Linked DNA regions of Zea mays: region 1 is linked to region 2. Evidence: chromatin contacts called from public Hi-C data. All regions are on one chromosome and are shown on one strand. The core of a region is the stretch at or near the end of the contact, and the rest is flanking DNA. Distances in the headings are between cores, read along the strand shown.

Evidence for each region. Hi-C and Micro-C count contacts between places; a contact is called where the count stands out from the background.
Region 1: a contact with region 2 is called in a Hi-C map of ear, with 3 times the contacts expected there. The contact joins the promoter of LOC103638375 here to the promoter of LOC103638373 in region 2. A contact is called at or near these places in 4 of 25 Hi-C or Micro-C datasets (ear, leaf and tassel).

Annotation. Positions count from the first base shown.
Region 1 is chr9:51,550,867-51,553,566 of Zm-B73-REFERENCE-NAM-5.0, reverse strand. LOC103638375 (putative phospholipid-transporting ATPase 9) reads right to left here and starts at 1,440. Exons shown (of 11, transcript XM_008661309.3): 1 at 91-1,440. The coding sequence starts at 486.
Region 2 is chr9:51,384,713-51,387,512 of Zm-B73-REFERENCE-NAM-5.0, reverse strand. It overlaps LOC103638373 (G patch domain-containing protein TGH homolog), which reads right to left and starts at 1,404. Exons shown (of 16, transcript XM_008661305.4): 1 at 1,063-1,404. The coding sequence starts at 1,200.

The DNA of each region.
Region 1 (2,700 bases), core at 191-2,690, 170 kb before region 2:
TTTATTCAATCAAAACACAAGGGTCATGTCATGAACAAAATTCAATAAATATTACAGCTAGGATGTAACAAAAAACCACAAGAATGATACCTGTTGTTTCCTCCGCCAGTCCTCAACCCCTTCTTTTGCCATGGTGGCTACAATCACGACACAGAGCGGTGCAAGCGCGCTCACTGCCGTGTAAGGTGCAAGTGGAGTCAAGGCAAGGATACCAGAGACAAGGAAGTAGAAATTGGCCACCCTCCTGAACTGCTCGAAGAGGGACTTGGGAAGGAAGGTGGCCAGAGTGTACTTTGTCGTCGACACTTCATTCAAGGGGTAGTTGAATCCCTCCTCTTCAAGCATATCAGGCTCGTTGACGTAAACGACTCGGGAGAACCCCACTGTCCCAATCCGTGAGTGGTCATCACTAGAGCCCCTGTGGCAACGCATGAAAGTCAACAATGTGCTGAGCTTGAGCTTCTCCATCCTCTTGGTCGGCGCCATTCCTCCAGACTCAAGTGAATCGCTGAAGCTACTCCCAGATGCCCCCAAGAAGTCGATAAGGCCACAAGCTCAGAGTTTTTGTACGCCCACCGAGAGTGCCAGTTCCTTCCGATCTTGTCCAAATCAATCAGAACGCAATTGACAACTCCCTCCGAAGAAGAGGAACTCAGATTCGAGAAACAATGGTCTCCAAAGAAGCAGCTCGAAATAAATTCCAGGCCCTCTCCCACCCAACAACTCCACACTCCACCTACCTAAAAAAAGCAAATAAACTGCAGAGGGAGAGGGACTGAACCAAGAGACTCCCCAGGCCCTCAGCAGAGAAATCACCTCCTCCCAGGAACGAGAAGGCGTCAACACTCAACAGCGCGGCGCCTCGGAGATCCCGGCGTGCCGCCGCGACCCTGCGCTCCGAAACCCCGTCGTCCTCCTCCGTCCCGCTACGCCAAGACGCCAAAACTGGGTCTTGAGACAGGAACACCGGATGCCTCGATCCATGCGGCGCCCGGCTTTCCCGCGGCGCTGCGTTTGTGTCCTCCCCAGGCAGAAAACGGCATACGAGAGGAGGATTAATAGATGGCGGGAATCTTCCCTTCTCAAGGGGGCAGCAAGACAATGCGCCCCGCGTTGCAGGAGAGTGGCACGGAAGGCACCCAGACGGGGGACCCCGCCCCAGCTCACGCAGGACGGCTCGGTTTCCGTTGCCTTGCCTCTTTCCGACGGCGAATCGTGGGACGCGGGGAGAAAGAAGGTGTGGCTCCGGCTCGGGAAAATTCGAAGCTTTGGGGAGGAGGAGACGGACGAGAGGGGGCGGGGGGGAGGTCAATGGAAAATGCAAGGGAGCAGGCGCCGGGCGAGGCGTGCAATGCAATGCCGACGCGACGAGAAGGGGAGGGGAGCAGGACGTGTGCGATGGGTTTGGTAGTTGGTGGCCTCCTCCCCGAGTCCGTCATGGTGATAGCTGGATCTGCTGCTGCCGCCGTGTCATATCTCCCTCAGATATGTCTTTCCTCCCTTGTCTTTAGTGTTCGCCTAATATATTAGTGCGTGTTTGGATGCTTGATTAAAGCTTAGTCTGAGTTTTATATATTAATTAGAAAAACTAAATATAAGTCAATTATAAAACTAATTATATAGACATGGTTAATCACATGCCTAATTCATGATTAGCATACTTTTATGTATATGCTAACTATAGGTTAACTAGACTTAATAAATTTGTCTTGTGAATTAGCTGTAATTTATATAATTAGTTTTGTAATTAGCTTATATTTAGTTCTTCTAATTATCATATAAAATCTGGAGCAAACATTAGTCCAAGGATCCAAACACACTTTTGCATTCTGTATATTCCTAGTTACAATAAAACTTTAGTCCGATCACTTGTTAATGATAATAACATGTGCCCTGAATTGCTAATATTAACATAATTTGAAATGATTTGGGTCTTACTCTTTTTTATATTTTGTTAATATTCTTAAAAAATTAATTGTCACTGCTTATTATGATGTCTTATGTAAACTGTGCTTATTATGCTCCTATTGATTATGATACTCCACCCCTATAATATGTTTATTTGCTCTACTGTTAATGTTCTGCTTGTATAGTTTCTGTTTTCTATGTTTTTATTTCTTTATTTTAACTCCTTTTAATGATTTTGGTAGTATAATGGCCCAGCATGAAGTTGTGTTTACTTGTGCAGGTGCAGCACATGGTCTATACGTTTAACTGTCTTAACTGACCTTTTTTTCTGCGATAAACCATCTAAACCTCTGGTGTCAAACCATCTTGATGCATTTTGCTGCACCATACCAACCGCTAAATTAGATGTGAGTTGTGACACATAGCAAGTCCACGTCGTGGGTTTGGTGGCTATTACCTATTATTAGGAAAGTGAAGAGATGCCTGGTGCATTGAGATCCTACGTTGAACAAGACGATAATGATAGAGCAGACCCGACAATATTTTATTAGAAAAGTTATAACTTCTTCCTCTAGAGTAAGTTTAAGGTTCATGAGTGCTTGATAAAAAATATCTGAGAAACTTTAAGGGCTTGTTCGTGGGATTGAGCCGGTTTAAATCCATAACAAGTCAAAATTCACTTCAATCCCACCTAATACACTCCAATACACATGTAATATCAATAACCGAACAAGGCCTAAAATGGATATAGTTTAGCCATAAGATAGGCAAAGACTTCGAACAATCATGATA
Region 2 (2,800 bases), core at 155-2,654:
GCAGCATCAACCATTTGTTGATACAAATACAAGATCACAATGGCTACAAAATCACAAATTTTATAATTTTGTGAGTTAGTAGTTTTAGAGGGACACGTCTCGTGCAGTGGTGAGAGCTGTCCCACTAAGTCGTGTGTTGAAAGCAGCCTCTCCGCAATTGTGGGAAGAAGGCTTGCCTCTGTTTATCCCTTTCCCAGACCCCGGAGCCTTCAGCACCAGGTCTATCTTTTTTTCTTTTGAGCCAACATTGCACTATCCAAAGTCCAGACAGATAAATAGCATCCACGTAAGTAACCTAGAAACTAATAGAGAAATAGTTGAGTAAAAAACACATCTGAACTACATGAAAACCCATTCCATTATGAGATCAGCAGTAACTCACAATCAAGGAATTAGTTACTGAAATATGGTTTGACTAACAAGCATACACAAGGATAAACAACAGGATTGACAGTATTCTGCAGGATGATGGAATTAATCATCTCATTTGAGAAGTACTCCGCCCGTCCCAAACTATAAGTGGTTTTGTCTTTTCTAGGTGCATAGCTTTCTATGCACCTAAAACGACTTATAATTTGGGACGGAGGGAGTAGGCAGATATAATTCACAATTTGGACCATTATTCTGTCTCTGAATTTTCCTAGTTGACATATTGCCCAACTAACAAAACTGGGCATAAAGCCGATTGCCCTAAAAAACTCGAACTTGCTTTCACCCCAACCCCAGTGGTACAAGCAGAAAATTAGCACAGCTCTATTTATAATATGTGCCACCAAAGCTAAACATAGCAGCAGACATGTGAGCAAACCCCAAATGGAAGAGTATGTGCAGTCTCTCTTGGTCACAACCAAATGCACCCCAGTTGCTCCACAAACCGTAAACATTAAAAAAACGCAACACCTGTTGCATTGCTACTCACGAAATTGCATGCCCTAGTATATCTCGAATCCATCAATACCAACACCGTAACAGAGCACATATTCTGTCCTACCGCAACGATACAGATACAGGATAGGGAGATTGGGAGGTGGAGAAGAAGAAGGAGGGAGGTGAGAGAAAGACCTCCTGCTTCCAGGCAGGGAGGGCGCGGAGTTGGCCAGCCTCGGCGACGGCCCGGCGCTTGCGGGCGGAGGTGTCCTCCTCTCGCTCGATGGGCGTCCCATAGACGACGAGATCCTCGTCGTCGCTGTCGACCCCCATGGTGGCGGGAAACTGGAGAGGCCAGTGATCAGAAAGCCCTAGCTCGCCGGCGGATTGGCGGCGCCGGTGAGGCGAGAGCGCGATGAGAGAATAGGGTTCCGCAATGTAGAGAGCGAGGTGGTGACAGATGGACGGGAACTGCGATTTGAGTTTTGTGCTGTAGGGCGTTGCAGTTTACGTGAGAATTATGGGTATTTGAATGCAAACAAATAGATATCTATCTATTAACTAATTTATCAAAAATAGCTAGGGGCTTTCGATGTCTCAACTAATTTTAGCCACTAACAATTATCTCTAATGCATTCAAACACCCTCTTACGGGTAGAACAGCTAAATTGATTTTGTTTTCGCATTTTTCTAGCAGGACTAAAACGAAAAACCAACGGTCGAAATATGGCATCGAAATTGTCAGTTATTCGAAAATGATAAATTTTGTTGGTCACTTATTCTCAAATATTATGAATCAAGAACAAGGCAATACAATTGTTAAAGATTAGGGACTTTCGTCCTCCGAAGCATTATTTTATTTTGGATATAATGATCTTCAGACGAAGTCCGTAAAAGACACACTTTCATCATTCATGAGAATAAGAGTACATAAAGATAATAAATGTAATTTATTCATTCATACACATATGTATTTCATAATATACATATGAACATTAACATAATTTATATTACATCGATATCTTCGGTTTGTTCGAAGGTGTTGACGCGAGAGTAGTTACAATCCAGTGTGAACAGTACGGTGATATTGTTCACCTATTTATAGGCATAGGACACAACCCGGGTAAAATTACATTTATAACCCTAATATGCACACATGATCATAACATAAACTACCAGGGATTGACTAGTCTTTTCTTCCTTGACCTCACACCATGTTTTTTAACCTTCGTCATCACTTTAAGCCAAAGTTATTGATCTTCGATGGTAACTTCAGCAATCGTTGGTATAGCTGTCAAATAGTATCTTCATCGGAGGAGAAGACCTCTAACAACTTTCATCATGTATCTTTGTTTATGACGAAGCTCCTGTAATAATCAATATTATACTAAAAACAAATGGTTAGTTGTGTTTTTGAGGACCTTTAGCCGAAGGTCCGAAAAACACCTTCCCTTCGCTAGAATAGCGAATTGTTCTGAATCGTGGGACCCACCGACCAGTGGAGATCTGAGTATATATATAGAGGTTTGCGCTGTGAATATTTTTCGTGTCATCTAGCTATTTTGTGCTATGATTGTCATTTTAGCCTTCTTTTTTTGTGAGCGCAATTATTTTTTGAGCTTCGGTATTTTCTGTGATCATCATCGAAATGGCTGGAGAAAAGCATATTGTAGACCCCACACCTGCTGGTTTTTACGAAGCAATGGAAAAGACCAACATTGAAAAAATCACTAATGAGATGTTGGCTGGGCTATCTAGAGATTCCAGCGACAGTGATAACTTTGATGTGGAGAGTGGAAATGAAGATGCCGAAGAACAGCCGTGGAGGCCAAGCCATGTTGTTTTTGGAAAGTCCAGTGTTAAACAAGGACAGATTGAAGGGATGAAGAAAAAATATTTTCACGATATATCCATTGTCAGGGTTGGAGGAGAA